Regions from separate parts of the Mus musculus genome. Here all the other regions are linked to region 1. The links are chromatin contacts, called in public HiCAR-type, HiChIP or PLAC-seq, Micro-C and promoter capture Hi-C maps. All regions are on one chromosome and are shown on one strand. Each heading gives the region's core, a stretch centred on a gene start, on an enhancer-like site or on the middle of the called end of the contact. The rest is flanking DNA. Distances are from core to core; before and after follow the strand shown. Region 1 holds the start of Acyp2 (acylphosphatase 2, muscle type). Region 2 overlaps Sptbn1 (spectrin beta, non-erythrocytic 1). Region 3 has its middle 22 kb from the start of Gm40820. Region 4 holds the start of Chac2 (ChaC, cation transport regulator 2). Region 5 holds the start of Asb3 (ankyrin repeat and SOCS box-containing 3).

Region 1 (2,540 bases), core at 27-2,526:
AGCTAGCCAAATCACCACAAGGCACCTTTCAGATTCATCAGCCTGAATGAAAAGATCAAGCCTAACTTTATCTCAGAATCACCACAGATTTGGCACCGTCAGAACATTTCAGAATTGATTCATTGTCTGTCTTAGTTAAGGTTTTTATTGCTGCCATGAAACACAATGACCAAAAAGCAGCTTGGGGGAGGAAAATGTTTATTTGGCTTATACCTCCACAGCACTGTACATATCAGGATAGGGACTCAAACAAGGCAGGAACCTAGAGATGATGTAGAGGCATGGGGGGTGGGGTGGGGGTGGGGACTGGTTACTGACTTGTTCCACATGGCTTACTCAGCCTGCTTTCTTATAGAACCCAGGATCCCTGGACTAGGGATGGCATCACCCACAACTGGCTGGGTTCCACTGCTCCCTCCCCCACCCCCCCATCAATCACTAATTAAGAAAATGCCTTATGGCTAGATCTTATGGAGGCATTTTCTCACTTGAGGTTCTCTCCTCTAAGATTACTCTAGCTTGTGCCAAGACTAGCCAGCACACTGACCAAATACCCTTTGTGCCACTAAGCTAAGCAGGTCCTTCATTTCAAATGTCCACCTCAGGATGTTGGAAATGGGGATATTGTTTCAAGGGCACACATTTTCTTCATATGAAGTGGAGATTATCATATATTTGCACAATGGTGAGTATAGTTAAGAATGATATATATTTAAAATCGTTGAAATCTTAAATGAAATCAGAGATGAAAGTTAATTAGCTTGAATTAATCTCCTTACAGTGTACCCATGGGTATACTATGTATTCTTTACAGTGTACCTATATAAAATCACCTAAAACTTAAAAATTCTTTGACATTTTATCCTTGCATATAATGAATTTTGGTAATTTTCCCCCTATTATCCTTCTCATCTCTACCCACTTAGACTTTACCCGCTCTGTCCTCTCAACAAGTCACCCTCTTATTTTCATCCTTATAGAAAAAACAAAACAAAACCTTTTTTGTGTCAAATAAACGTCGGTGGGTAGATATTAGTTGGTTTAATCCCCTCACATGCCCGACCTCCGTTTTCTTTAGAGAACCGGGTCCTGGGGAACGCAGAGAGGGAGCACCCTGCTAGGGAGCCCGAGCGCCGGGTGTCCCGTCGCCCTCACTGTGTACAACGGTCATCTGCCATCTTCTTACGCATGACCCAGCGCGCTCTTGTCTTGGCTTCTGGGCGTCGGTCCCAGAGCCCATAAGTCTTCCTCCCCTGGCGGCTGTCGCAGTCTCCGCGCCACATACCCAGCTAATGCTGCTCGGGAGAAGGCTGGCCGCCATGACCGAGCTGCTCAAGTCTGTGGACTACGAAGTGTTCGGGACAGTGCAAGGTACGGTCTGACCTGGGATGCCAAGACGAGGCCGTGGGAGGGAGAGGAGGAAGCTTATGCCATCCATTTTAGGGACGGTTCTTCTCACTGAGGCAGCGACTTCCGCTCAGCCATGACACAGCAGCCCGGGGCGGGGAGAACGGGCTAGCGCGGGGCGGAGGGAGGTCACCCTGGGTTCCCGAAGAGGACGCTGCAAGCCTATAGGATGGGGGTGGGGGACGCCTAAGTGCGGCAGAAAAGCAAGGGTACCTGAATGATACTGGGTGATTTACTTTGTCAGAGGTTGTAGCCCCTCTCCAGCTAGCAATTTTTCCTTCCTGGGTTTTGGAGATTGAACCTTATATATTTATGCACAGTCTTACATTTGCGTACTAGATTGCTGAAGTACACTCCCAGGCCATTTAAGTGAAGTTTTAAAATTTTTGTTTGATTATAAGCTTAAATAGATGCATAGAATATAATGTCTGACTTACTTTAAATCTTTATATTTGTAATTTAAAACGTTAAAACATTCTTTTAATTTTTTCTAACGCAACTTGACATAGTAGTGCATGTAGTCCTTATGCAGAAGAAGGTGGATATTTGAGTTCAAGACCAGGCTGGTCTATACACTTGAGAAAATTATCTAATGGCGTATAAATACTGTAACTATTTAATGTATATCATCCATTTAAAAGAAGAAAACTTTTTGAGACTGGAAATGTAGCTCAGTAGAGTGCTTGCTTAATAGTCACCAAGCCCTGGAATGGGTGCTCTGCTCTGTACCAGACCAAGGACGAGCTAGTCCTTATAAGCCTGTAATGCAGGTTCCGGTCTTCAACATAAAAATAATGCCTTTCTTTTTCTTTTTCTTTTTCTTTTTCTTTTTCTTTTTCTTTTTCTTTTTCTTTTTCTTTTTCTTTTTCTTTTTCTTTTTCTTTTTCTTTTTCTTTTTCTTTTTCTTTTTCTTTTTCCTTTTCCTTTTCCTTCTCCTTCTCCTTCTCTTTCTCTTTCTCTTTCTCTTTCTCTTTCTCTTTCTCTTTCTCTTTCTCTTTCTCTTTCTCTTTCTCTTTCTCTTTCTCTTTTCTCTTTCTCTTTCTCTTTCCCTTTCCCTTTTCCTTTTCCTCTTTCTCCTCCTCCTCCTCCTCCTCCTCCTCCTCCTCCTCCTCCTTCTCTTTCTTTTTCTTTTT
Region 2 (2,540 bases), core at 25-2,524, 470 kb after region 1:
ATTGGACAAAGCTGCTCCTCTACAGTACTTCCTGGAGGCTCTGAAACGCCTCACCTTAGGTTCACATAAGGTGAGTCTGAGAGAGTATGAGGACTTAGGAACTTACTGGTTTTAGCTAGTGCATCTAGACCATAATGTCTGCTGTTTTGGGGTTTTTTCCCCACTGAATCCAGTCTGTGCAAGTAAATAGCCCAGAGCAGTTAACTGTATTGTCCTTGGAAAAGGGTTCTAAAACTAACCCTTTTTTCCGTGTGATTACTTTCTCCTTTAGTAGCACCTGAGAACCACTCTTTCCGTTTCTAGGACCAAACAGAATTCCTTTGTTGTGTAAATAAGTAACCTTGGGTTCATTTGCATTACAGCCTTAGGTGAAAGGTGAATGGGCTGGTTCTGTCAGCCATGGGGCCCCTGGGGAAGGAAGCCAATGCCAAGAAAATTGAAGCATCCAACGAGGGTTACAGAGTACCCTGGATTGTCAGAGCAGTGATGGCTGGGAAGAAGTTCTTTGAAGAAATTCTCTTGAAGATTACTTGGGGTGCCATTGTTTTATAAGATTTCTTCTTTTTTTGGCATGTCAAGTGGTAGGGACTAAAGGTAGAACTAACTACATGTAGAACTAAACAGTATTTGAAACTTGAAACAAACTAGCATCAGGAGCCTACTTTGTCAGTCACCTCTTGTTTGTATGCTCTAGCCAGCTCTTTATACCACTGATCCTTATGAAACCCATGTTAAGCTCAGGCCTTAGGATCTGAGAAGATCACAGTGTCGCATTGCTGCTTATTTGTGTATGTGGGGGAGTGTATGCGTATGTGTATAATGACATTATAATCCTAGGATTCTCTGTGTGTGTGTGTGTGTGTGTGACTGACTGATGATTGAACATGCCAAGCCAAGAGTTGTAGCCAGGATTACAGACATATACCTCCATTCCTGGTTTATCTGCTGTCATTTTTCATCTGAACAAGAAATTTACTAGCAAAAGCTGCTGCTCTCCATCTGCAGCCCTTCAGTATTGTTAGTGCTGTGGAAGGAGACTGGCTTCATAGAAACTTTGGTTGACCGACACTGTTGGCTGTCCTGCTTGTCAGCCGTGGGTATCCTTTGTTGCTGCTTTTGAGGATGTCTTGGCTGGACGACCTTGGTGCTCATTGGCTCCTTCTAGACTGGCAAGGCAACCTTGTAGCCAGCTTTCATGTTTCCTCACTCTGGGGAGTTATGGTTGATCACTTGAATTTCGTGTGTATTTGTTTGGTTTCTAGCCTTTAATTTGCCCTGCGACCACTTGTGGCTCAGGGTTAGCCAGGCCCATAGTTAAAGAACAACATAGTTGCTAGCCCTGAGCTAAAGTCCTTTTTCCCCTTTTATTTCTGCTTCCTCTTCACAGACTAATTACCAGCTGCTGCTGTTCTTGTTAAACTTCATTAATCCTGAGCCTCTGTCCATAGAAATGGCCTTAAGATAAAAAGACCCTCAACTAAACATTTTGTTGCTGCTGCTAATTGCCCCAAATTACATGTTTTTATTAATTAAGCACGGCTTGCCTCCAAATCCTATTGAAGAATGTTTCCATGACTCCCCTGAATACACACATGCTGCTTTGTGGTTTCATATTTTGGTGGGGGTGGAGGTCCCTGAAATGATCATGCCCCAAAACAGGGTAGTTTTAGAAACATGGTAAAGGGGAAACCCTATGTAATCTTATTCAGAGCCTTAATTCTACACTGATAATGCCTTTAAGCAGATACAGTGCTGAAGTATTCCATGTTTGTTTAAAGTACATGATGGCAGACGGTTGCAAAACTAGCTTTCTTAAGTCATTATGGGGCTATGGGGCCCAGCACATGTTTGTGCAATTACATATTTCTTTCTTCTTCTTTTTTTTTAATAAGTGTTGCTGTGTGTAGGTTAGGCTGGACTGGGCACTAGTGTTGTCCTTTCCCTTCAGTCTCATGAGTGCTGGGATCACAGGCATAAGACACATTAGACTATTTTGGATGGGAGAGAGAGTGAAATATTTTGCAATGTGACACTTGAAGATGGATTTGGATTTGGATTAGTAATGACTGAACAAAGGCCTCCCGATAGTGCAAGGTTGATATATATGAGCCTCACAGATGTCAGGGGAGAGGGACACCTCTCTTAATGAATAACTAGAAAATGGAGGGTTTTCTGGGCTAATACCACTTATCAGTGACTGCATATCATATGAGTTCTTTTGTGATTGGGTTACCTCACTCAGGATATCTTCCAGATCCATCTATTTGCCTAAGAATTTCACGAATTCATTGTTTTTAATACAATAGTACTCCATTGTATAATTGTGCCACATTTTCTGTACCCATTCCTCTGTTGAGGGGCACCTGGGTTCTTTCCAGCTCCTGGCTATTATAAATAAGGCTGCTATGAACATAGTGGAGCATGTGTCCTTATTACCAGTTGGAACATCTTCTGGATATTTGCCCAGGAGAGGTATTGCTGGATCCTCCAGTAGTACTATGTCCAATTTTCTGAGGAACCACCAGACTGATTTCCAGAGT
Region 3 (2,540 bases), core at 26-2,525, 360 kb after region 1:
AAATTCATTGAGCTGAATACTTATGTGCATCTTTCAATACGTTTTCTCAATAAAAAGTTTTCTTTAAAAATATTCTATAGGTTCCACATTGTTCTAGATCATTCCAGTCCTTCAGCCTGGCCAAAGTACCTTTATGACCTGGTCCCAGTTCTCCCTTTCTAGAACCATTCCTGACTACCTCTGGCTTAAGTCACAACCAAAGCAAGCCATCACTAATACCAACATTGCATCATGTCCTCTTATGGCCCTCTGACTCCATGTTTCACAACCTAAATACTCTCCCCACTTTTTAGCTTACACCCAGACATGGCCAATCTTTTGACATTGCACTGTGATGTTGTCATATACTAAGTTCACTCACAACTGAACTACACAATCAAACTGCAAAAAAACAAGTCATAATGTTTTGATAAATATGTAACTTTGTGGGTGGTTTGCATTTGCAGGTATCCTTGCCTACACAAAGCCCAGGGTGACAAGTGACAAGTTCAACATACTGCAAGGGTGTTTTAGCTTTGTTACAAAATTTGTCTTTAATTAGTCTTATAAGAAGTGTGTGTGTATGTGTGTGTTTGTGTGTTAATGGAAATTAGTTGGGTGCAGTGTTCCACACTTATAATCCCAGCACTTGGGAGGTGAAGGCAGCTAGGAGGACCAAAAGTGTTCAAGGTCATTCTGGGCTACATAGTGAATTGAAGTTTAAAACCAGACCAGGATACAGGAAGCCTTCCCTGCCCTGCCCACAAAGAAGAAAAGAAGTGGAAAGGAAGGAAGTGGAAGAGAAGGGAAGGGAAGGGAAGGGAAGGGAAGGGAAGGGAAGGGAAGGGAAGGGAAGGGAAGGGAAGGGAAGGGAAGGGAAGGGAAGGGAAGGGAAGGGAAGGGAAGGGAAGGGAAGGGAAGGGAAGGGAAGGGAAAGGGAGGGAAAGGGAGGGAAAGAAAGAAAGAAAGAAAGAAAGAAAGAAAGAAAGAAAGAAAGAAAGAAAGAAAGGAAGGAAGGAAGGAAGGAAGGAAGGAAGGAAGGAAGGAAGGAAGGAAAGAAAGAAAGAGTGCGCAAATCTGGCAGTACAGATTACAAATTTAGTTTACAATGAGCATTTTTTTCCCTATAAACCCATATATCAAGGAAATCAAATACACATTTCCACATTTCTTAAGGCATGTAATGGTGATATTGACCATTCCCCAAAGACTCATTTGCAGAATGACTATATTCCTCTGGAATATGGGTGAAGTGTTAATGTTCTTACTTGGCGACAAACTCATGACATTCCTCTAACATCTAGATTGGCTGGGTTTCTTGGTGGATCTGCCAGAAATTCCTCACATAACCCAGTCTAGAATTTATGAACTGAGAGGTTTATGATATTTCAGATGGTAGAACTGGCTATTGTTTTGCATTAGGAACAAATGGAGTAAACACAGTACTAGTTGTGACCCAGCTCAGATAGGGGAAAGTGAGCTGGGTTGACAATAATAGTATTCTATGCCTGTGCCAAACAGCCCAGCCAAGCACAGGGCTAAGCTGTGGTCATGATGGCTTCTATACAATATTTCTTCTTTGTAGGGAATTAGAAGAGACTTTGATAAGGATTTTGTCTTGATTTTCCCTCAGTGTGGCTTCATTGAACAGCAGAAGCGCAGGTGAGAAGCCTGACCCAGGCTGCTTATTATCCAGAGCTAGGGCAGTAGGGAAGTAGTTGTGATAAAAACATTATAGTAAGTGCATGCTACATGATGGGACAGACTACATCCTTCTCCAGAGCAAGCCTACTCCTGCTTATCTGAGGACTTCTCTCTTGCCACAAGATAGGAACAGTGCTTGTCACCATTCCTCAAGTCACAGCTGATTAAACAGAACATGGACATCTGACTCAAACCAAGCTGCTTGGGAAGCCACTGGGAATTTAAAGGAGTAGGGTAGGTGGTGTTGAGACAGTGAGGGAGGGCGAAGAAAGGGAGGGTGGGCAAGAGGGAATGGGTGGAAGGAAGAGAAAAGAGAAGTATAAAGAGAAGAGGGGAAGGGAGGGAAGACCAGATGTGGATAGAGAGATAAGAAGGAAGAAAGATCAATTCTTTACTGCTCTCCCTTTTCTGGTTCCTGTTCTTTGGCTGATCTGATCACTGTCTGCCCCATTCTAGCCCTGCCTTCCTGACAGAGCATTGCGTTTTCTTTTCTGCTGGTGTGGAATGTTTCTAGGGTTCAGAAGCAGGATTCCAAAGTTCTTGTATTCAAACAGACAGGATCTCTCTCTTTATTTCTCCTGTGCTACAGCATTAGCAGCTGAGGAGGAGAGAATAATTCAGGAATTAGTGGAACTCGATACAAGGCCTCAGCACTGCCACAATCTGGATCCACAGCCAGTGCCTCCTGTTCCTCAGCAATGAATGCTGGGGGCTTGAAGGTGTTTGTTAGTGGGTGTGGAGATTTGGTTCTATAAATCGGTAGCTTGTCCCTCATTTGAACACCAACAAACACAAAAGTAAGCCCATGGAACATTTTAATTATAATAGACACCACAGGAAATTGTATTTATGTATGG
Region 4 (2,540 bases), core at 15-2,514, 340 kb before region 1:
TCAATTTTTGAGAAATTCAAATACATAAAATATTATAATCTTAAGAATACAAAGAACACAACCCAAAGGAAGACTAAGAAAATATGTTTCCCAATAGTCAACAGTGGTTCTACATATTTTCCCACTAGTGTTTTTATCTAAAATTTAAGGTGTCCTGCCATAGTTCTGCAAGAATAGAACTGTCTGATGGGGAGGCAATGAAAATACTTAAGAGTTAAGAAGGAAATCCAGGAAAAACAATACATTTTAAACTAAATATAAGAATTCTCCTCAACCATCCAAATTAAGTGTTCAGTAAAGAATATTCATTATCCTCAAAGTTTCTTATTAAACAAAACAGCAGCCATTCACCTGAGAAAAGAAAAGGATTCTATAAGCAGCACTGTAAAAGCCACTGGTGAAGTAATGTAATGGGAGAGTGCACCTGCTCGTCTCTGAGCCTCCGAGATTAAGACTGAACAAACTGTTCTTTGAAGTTTAAATAAGTGGTAGGTTTCAAAAGTGAGAAAAATGGCTGAGGTGCCTACTTAACATCATAATAGGCACTGACTGCCAAGTTCTTCCTGCATCCTTCGGTCCTGATCTATTTCAGGACCCTCCTGCTGGCATACCCCAACCCCTACTCTAAACTTTTCCATCCCTAGGGCTGGGCTGACCTTCTAGCAGCAGCCCTTTCCTATATAATCCAACCAAATCCCTTTTGAGCCTCCAGGCTGCTGCACCTAGTCCCTCTCTCTCATCTTTCTTTCCCTCCCTCTTCTCACATGGCACAGCTCAGTTTGGTCCTGCCCACTGTGAACTGTTCCAGATGTCTCTTACTGTATAAAAACCTCTCTCCTTCATCATGCTTAAACAGTCCCGTTCTTCCCCCCCTCCCCCCAATCTGATAAGCAACTTCCATTAGAATCCAGTTGCTTTTTCACACACATAAAACTACTGTTTTGCTTCTATTTAAAAGCAAAGGACACAGGACTTGGTCATACAGATATTATACTTCCGGGATCTGCCACTCTGGCTGCTGTTTGATGTGGGCAGCTAGCCAATTTTCAAAGCACAACAAAATGACTACGTGCTAATTGTGGTGCCCTATAAGACAGGAGTCCTGCCTTTTCTCCTCTTTCAATTCTCACTAGAAAAAAAGGTGGGAGGGGTGCTGCTCCAACTCGAGAGTCGTAAAACTCTAAAGAATTGTGGGTAATGTAGTCCCCTGCCTCCCATTCCCTACCCCCACCCCTCCCGCACCATAGAAGCTCTGAAAACCCAGTGTGCTTTGCGCCGCACATCAGGCGAAGCCAGAGCGCCTGGCACTGCCCCAGCAGCCGGTTACTCCCCTCGGTAGCAGTCTCGTTCTGAAGTCCGAGTGCCGGTCAGGGTCCAGAAAGATGTGGGTGTTTGGTTATGGGTCCCTCATCTGGAAGGTGGACTTCCCCTACCAGGACAAGCTGGTTGGTTACATCACAAACTACAGTCGGCGCTTCTGGCAAGGTAGCACGGACCACCGCGGGGTCCCAGGCAAGGTAAGGAGCCAGCGCCTCATGCCCACCTACCCAGCAGAGCACTGGAACAGGATAAAGCTCTCAACTTCATTGGCCACCTGCCCTTGCCTCTCTCAAGAAGTGGATATCCTTAGGCCGCTTCAGAAGCCAGTAATTAGTTTCTAAAGCAGAAAGCACGGGCACAGGGAGCTCGCCCAAGGCTGAAGTGGCCAGGACAGCACCCTTATCTTGGCAACCTCTGCCACCCCACAAAATAATAAAGTTGAATTTTCATGTCACCACATGGTCAGTGTGTAAATTCGTTGATATGTCTATATTATGCCAGGTTTTTACTGGTCTGAATTTATATGTGCCTGTAAATTTCCAATTTATGTTTCCAATGTTTTAGTTTTAAAATGCCTAAGATCATGAAAGAACTAGTTTCCAGTCATTCCAATTTTTATGCCCATGGTGATTTTTTGATTGAGAGGTATAAGCAAAGTTATGTGAGGTTTGCAGTTCGTTCTGAGTAATGAATTGAAAATCTCCATTATTTGAATGTTCCTTCTCCATAGTTCTCTTGAATTATTAATGTAAATACAAATCATTGGATCTGTTTTTCAGTTCGGTCATATAAAGCATTCAGCTCTCCAGGGGTTCAGAGTGTTAGAAGCAGCTCACTATTTGCCTTGGCTACAAAAAAAAAAAAAAAAAAAAAAAAAAAATCTGTGGAAAAAAAAAGTTAAACAAGTATGAACTAGTAACTTGTTTGGTTAATATCTAACCTTTGGTTTTGAATGTTCCTGTGTTCTCCAACATACTCTTAAAATTAGCCTAGTCTGCTGGTACAAAATTGTAATCCAAAAGAATATCACAAGTTCAATACTGGCCTGGACCTCAAGCTCAGAAACAAGTCTGGGAATATAGCTTAGTAGTAGAGTTCTTACCTAGTGCATGCAAGGCCCTGCCCGAGTTCAATTCCCAGCACCATTTTTAAAAAATACTCTAAAGCATAATATTCTGAAATACTGGAAACCAAGTATCAGAAGAGATTTTAGGAAAGGG
Region 5 (2,540 bases), core at 26-2,525, 310 kb before region 1:
TTACCCACTGAAAAATGAACTGCTCTATCTCAGTCATTAGAGTAGAAGTCCTCTGTGATGACTGACGAAACTTAACGTGGAGCCAGGCTTCCCTTAACTGGCCAATGAGTCTTTTGCTCTGGAATGCCTGGGAGATCCTAATGGATAGATAAGAATCAGACAATGGGGCTATAAAGCATTAAAGGCTGCTTGCCTTTTGTAAAACTTACTATCGCTTTGGGGAAGGGATAAAATGGTTTTTTTTTTTTTATTACTGTATAATGAGAAAGTAAGAAACAACTGAGAGAAGTGAGACAATTTTCCTGATCAGATGTAGACTCCATGGATATCAGTAATCCATGTAATTCAGATGTCCTCCTTAAAGCCCCACCTTAATTCACCTTTTGCATGGTGGGCTGTATTTGCTCTATGGCTCCCTTCCTTCTGCCAACAGTAAGAATAAGTTCATTTAGTCTAAATTTGAATTGAGTCTAAGTCTCTTCTCCCAGTGGATTTTAACACCACAACATGGGCAGTCCTTACCAAATGTTCTATGGCAAACACTGTAAAATTATTACACAGGAGATGAAAAAAAATGTGGACATTATTTTCTTTTTTCAAGAAGGGGACAAAAACCAAAACTTTCTGTCTATATTCAGTCTGCTGTAACTTGATTCATAACTTCACATTCACCTGGCTCTGGCCTTGACATAAACTTTCTGGACTTAAGTAAAATAACAACAGTCCAACACTTGAGTCAAGGGAGGGAAAACTTCTCCTGAAGTAAAAATGCAGGACTGTACGCGCCTAGCCACCCAACAAATCTATGCCAAAGTCGAAGGACGTGGCAGGTGTCACTGGGGGTGTCCCCAAACACACAGCATCTGAGACAGACGTGACAACAGTCGCCATCAAAAGAAACTAAGAGAAGCTTCTGGAGAGAAGATGGAGAGTGCAAATAGCAAAAGACTGGAGGGTAGGCAGCTCAGTCGGAACTGTAAGTTCTACTTCGACTCTGCACAGCTCGGTTCTCTACTTGCTTTCTGAGAGCGGGCCGCCGCCCACTCACCCCCAAATCCCGAGAGTCCCTAGCGGCTGGACTGAGCGCGCGGGCCAGGACTCACCTGGCCGGGCCGCTTCGTCCAAGCGCCGTCTCCAGACCCGTTCAACCGGCGTCAGTCCCGGGCCTCTGCGTTTGAGTCCAACCGCTAGGATGCTACAGCAGCAACGCAATGCAACGCGACCCAAGCGCGGGCTTCCGTAGGCCACCGACTCAACAACCCCGGATGTTGATGTGCTGCCTGCCCCGGAAGCGGTGGCCCCAAGCCCTTGTAAGGCGGAGGCGGCTTTGCCCAGCCGTCTGCAAGGAGACGTGGCGGCGGCGGTTGGGTCCCCTGCACTAAGGACGCTTTGTAGTACCTCCTCTTCTTCCTCCTCCTCCTCCTCCTCCTCCTCCTCCTCCTCCTCCTCCTCCTCCTCCTCCTCCTCCTCCTCCTCCTCCTCCTCCTCCTCCCCCTCCTCCTCCCCCTCCTCCTCCCCCCCTTCCTCCCCCTCCTCCTCCCCTCCTCCTGTTCTCCTCTGGTAGAGGAGGTTGTGACGGTGGCTGGAGGACGCGGCAATGGAGGAAGGAGACGGCGGCTTGCGGAGCCTGGTCCCCGGAGGGCCACTGTTGCTGGTTCTGTACGGTCTCCTGGAGGCGTCCGGCGGCGGCCGAGCGCTGCCCCAGCTCAGCGACGACATCCCCTTCCGAGTCAACTGGCCTGGTACCGAGTTCTCTCTGGTCAGTGCCCTCACGAGCCGCAGCCTTCTCCCCTCTTTCTGGCACGAAGCATTCGGGCCAGCCCTCGATTCCTTAGCTTTTTCTTCCAGAACCTTTTTTTCCCAAGCATTTATCGACCCCAAGCCTAAGTGTGTTCGTTCATTCATTAATTCGTTTAGCACACTAAGTGGATATGCCCTCCATACTAACTAGGAGATCAGCGGTCACTTCATCTCCCTCCTTTAAATCTCATTACGTTAGATCTGGCTTCTCTACAGCCCCACTCTGTGGAGGAAGTTTTAGAATTAACTAGCACATCACCCTACCCGCACAACCGTCCAACAGACAGGAGTCCCATCTCTATTCATTCTTTCTCTCCAACACACACTTAAAAACGACGTATACAGCTTCTGAGAATCTTTTCCCTTAAGGCATTTGAGAGGGCTATTTGGTTTGGAAGATATTAGTGAGCTTATATGCGGAATACTACTGGCCATGCAGAATAGACTAGAGGCTTGAATGTATTACCACTATTATTTAGGACTCTAGAACATGAGATTAAAAAGGATTTTATGATCGTTAATTAATGTGTATTGTGTAAAAAGGCAAGAATGAAAGAGCCAGTGGCTGTGAGGCTCCCAATGTGAGAACTGGGAACTGTACTCACCCCTCCGAGAAGAGTAATAATGTGTTTTTAATTTCTGTGGCATCTCTCCAGTCCTAGAATACGAGATTTTGGTGTATAATCTAACAAGAATGGAAATTCAGTTTTGAATGATTGTAGTGCTGAAATGTCTATCCA

What was found. Promoter capture Hi-C pulls out the DNA fragments that hold promoters and counts their contacts. A called contact is a pair of places that touch in the nucleus more often than the background predicts. HiCAR-type assays count read pairs that join an accessible place to other places. HiChIP or PLAC-seq counts read pairs in DNA pulled down with a chosen protein or histone mark.
Region 2: a contact with region 1 is called in a HiCAR-type map of kidney, with 6 times the contacts expected there. The contact joins the enhancer-like site here to the promoter of Acyp2 in region 1. A contact is called at or near these places in 8 of 39 promoter capture datasets (the 3T3-L1 cell line, 3T3-L1-derived adipocytes, the C10 cell line and 4 more), 2 of 484 Hi-C or Micro-C datasets (brain and embryonic stem cells), 12 of 115 datasets of contacts at active chromatin or transcription factors (acute myeloid leukemia, bone marrow-derived macrophages, cardiomyocytes and 7 more) and 1 of 9 other capture datasets (embryonic stem cells).
Region 3: an H3K27ac HiChIP or PLAC-seq map of cardiomyocytes shows a contact between it and region 1, with 6 times the contacts expected there. The contact joins the enhancer-like site here to the promoter of Acyp2 in region 1. A contact is called at or near these places in 1 of 39 promoter capture datasets (3T3-L1-derived adipocytes), 2 of 484 Hi-C or Micro-C datasets (the HL-1 cell line and embryonic stem cells), 4 of 115 datasets of contacts at active chromatin or transcription factors (the NIH/3T3 cell line, bone marrow-derived macrophages, cardiomyocytes and 1 more) and 2 of 9 other capture datasets (embryonic stem cells and pancreatic islet).
Region 4: a contact with region 1 is called in a promoter capture Hi-C map of second pharyngeal arch cranial neural crest. The contact joins the promoter of Chac2 here to the promoter of Acyp2 in region 1. A contact is called at or near these places in 4 of 39 promoter capture datasets (cranial neural crest, erythroid cells, hematopoietic stem and progenitor cells and 1 more) and 2 of 9 other capture datasets (liver and macrophages).
Region 5: a Micro-C map of embryonic stem cells shows a contact between it and region 1, with 1.7 times the contacts expected there. The contact joins the promoter of Asb3 here to the promoter of Acyp2 in region 1. A contact is called at or near these places in 2 of 39 promoter capture datasets (embryonic stem cells and stem cell-derived epiblast-like cells), 2 of 484 Hi-C or Micro-C datasets (embryonic stem cells and granulocyte-monocyte progenitors) and 3 of 9 other capture datasets (adipose tissue, liver and pancreatic islet).

The regions. Positions count from the first base shown.
Region 1 is chr11:30,648,132-30,650,671 of GRCm38.p6, reverse strand. It overlaps Acyp2 (acylphosphatase 2, muscle type), which reads left to right and starts at 1,276. Exons shown (of 4, transcript NM_029344.3): 1 at 1,276-1,371. The coding sequence starts at 1,293.
Region 2 is chr11:30,175,120-30,177,659 of GRCm38.p6, reverse strand. All of the region lies in intron 1 of Sptbn1 (spectrin beta, non-erythrocytic 1), which reads left to right. Among named protein-coding and RNA genes, the nearest start is that of Sptbn1, 43 kb to the left of the region's middle. Within about 2 kb of position 1,274, at least 64 of the 459 cell types and tissues checked have an H3K27ac peak or open chromatin away from gene starts, as enhancers often do. A contact at or near this core is called in acute myeloid leukemia, embryonic stem cells, kidney and 2 more, where this site is marked.
Region 3 is chr11:30,291,701-30,294,240 of GRCm38.p6, reverse strand. No RefSeq gene overlaps it. Among named protein-coding and RNA genes, the nearest start is that of Gm40820, 22 kb to the left of the region's middle. Within about 2 kb of position 1,275, at least 84 of the 459 cell types and tissues checked have an H3K27ac peak or open chromatin away from gene starts, as enhancers often do. A contact at or near this core is called in the HL-1 cell line, the NIH/3T3 cell line and cardiomyocytes, where this site is marked.
Region 4 is chr11:30,985,089-30,987,628 of GRCm38.p6, reverse strand. Chac2 (ChaC, cation transport regulator 2) reads left to right here and starts at 1,264. Exons shown (of 3, transcript NM_026527.3): 1 at 1,264-1,517. The coding sequence starts at 1,383. All of the region lies in intron 1 of Asb3 (ankyrin repeat and SOCS box-containing 3), which reads right to left.
Region 5 is chr11:30,953,133-30,955,672 of GRCm38.p6, reverse strand. Asb3 (ankyrin repeat and SOCS box-containing 3) reads right to left here and starts at 1,275. Exons shown (of 10, transcript NM_023906.3): 1 at 1,104-1,275. Erlec1 (endoplasmic reticulum lectin 1) reads left to right here and starts at 1,542. Exons shown (of 14, transcript NM_025745.3): 1 at 1,542-1,759. The coding sequence starts at 1,598.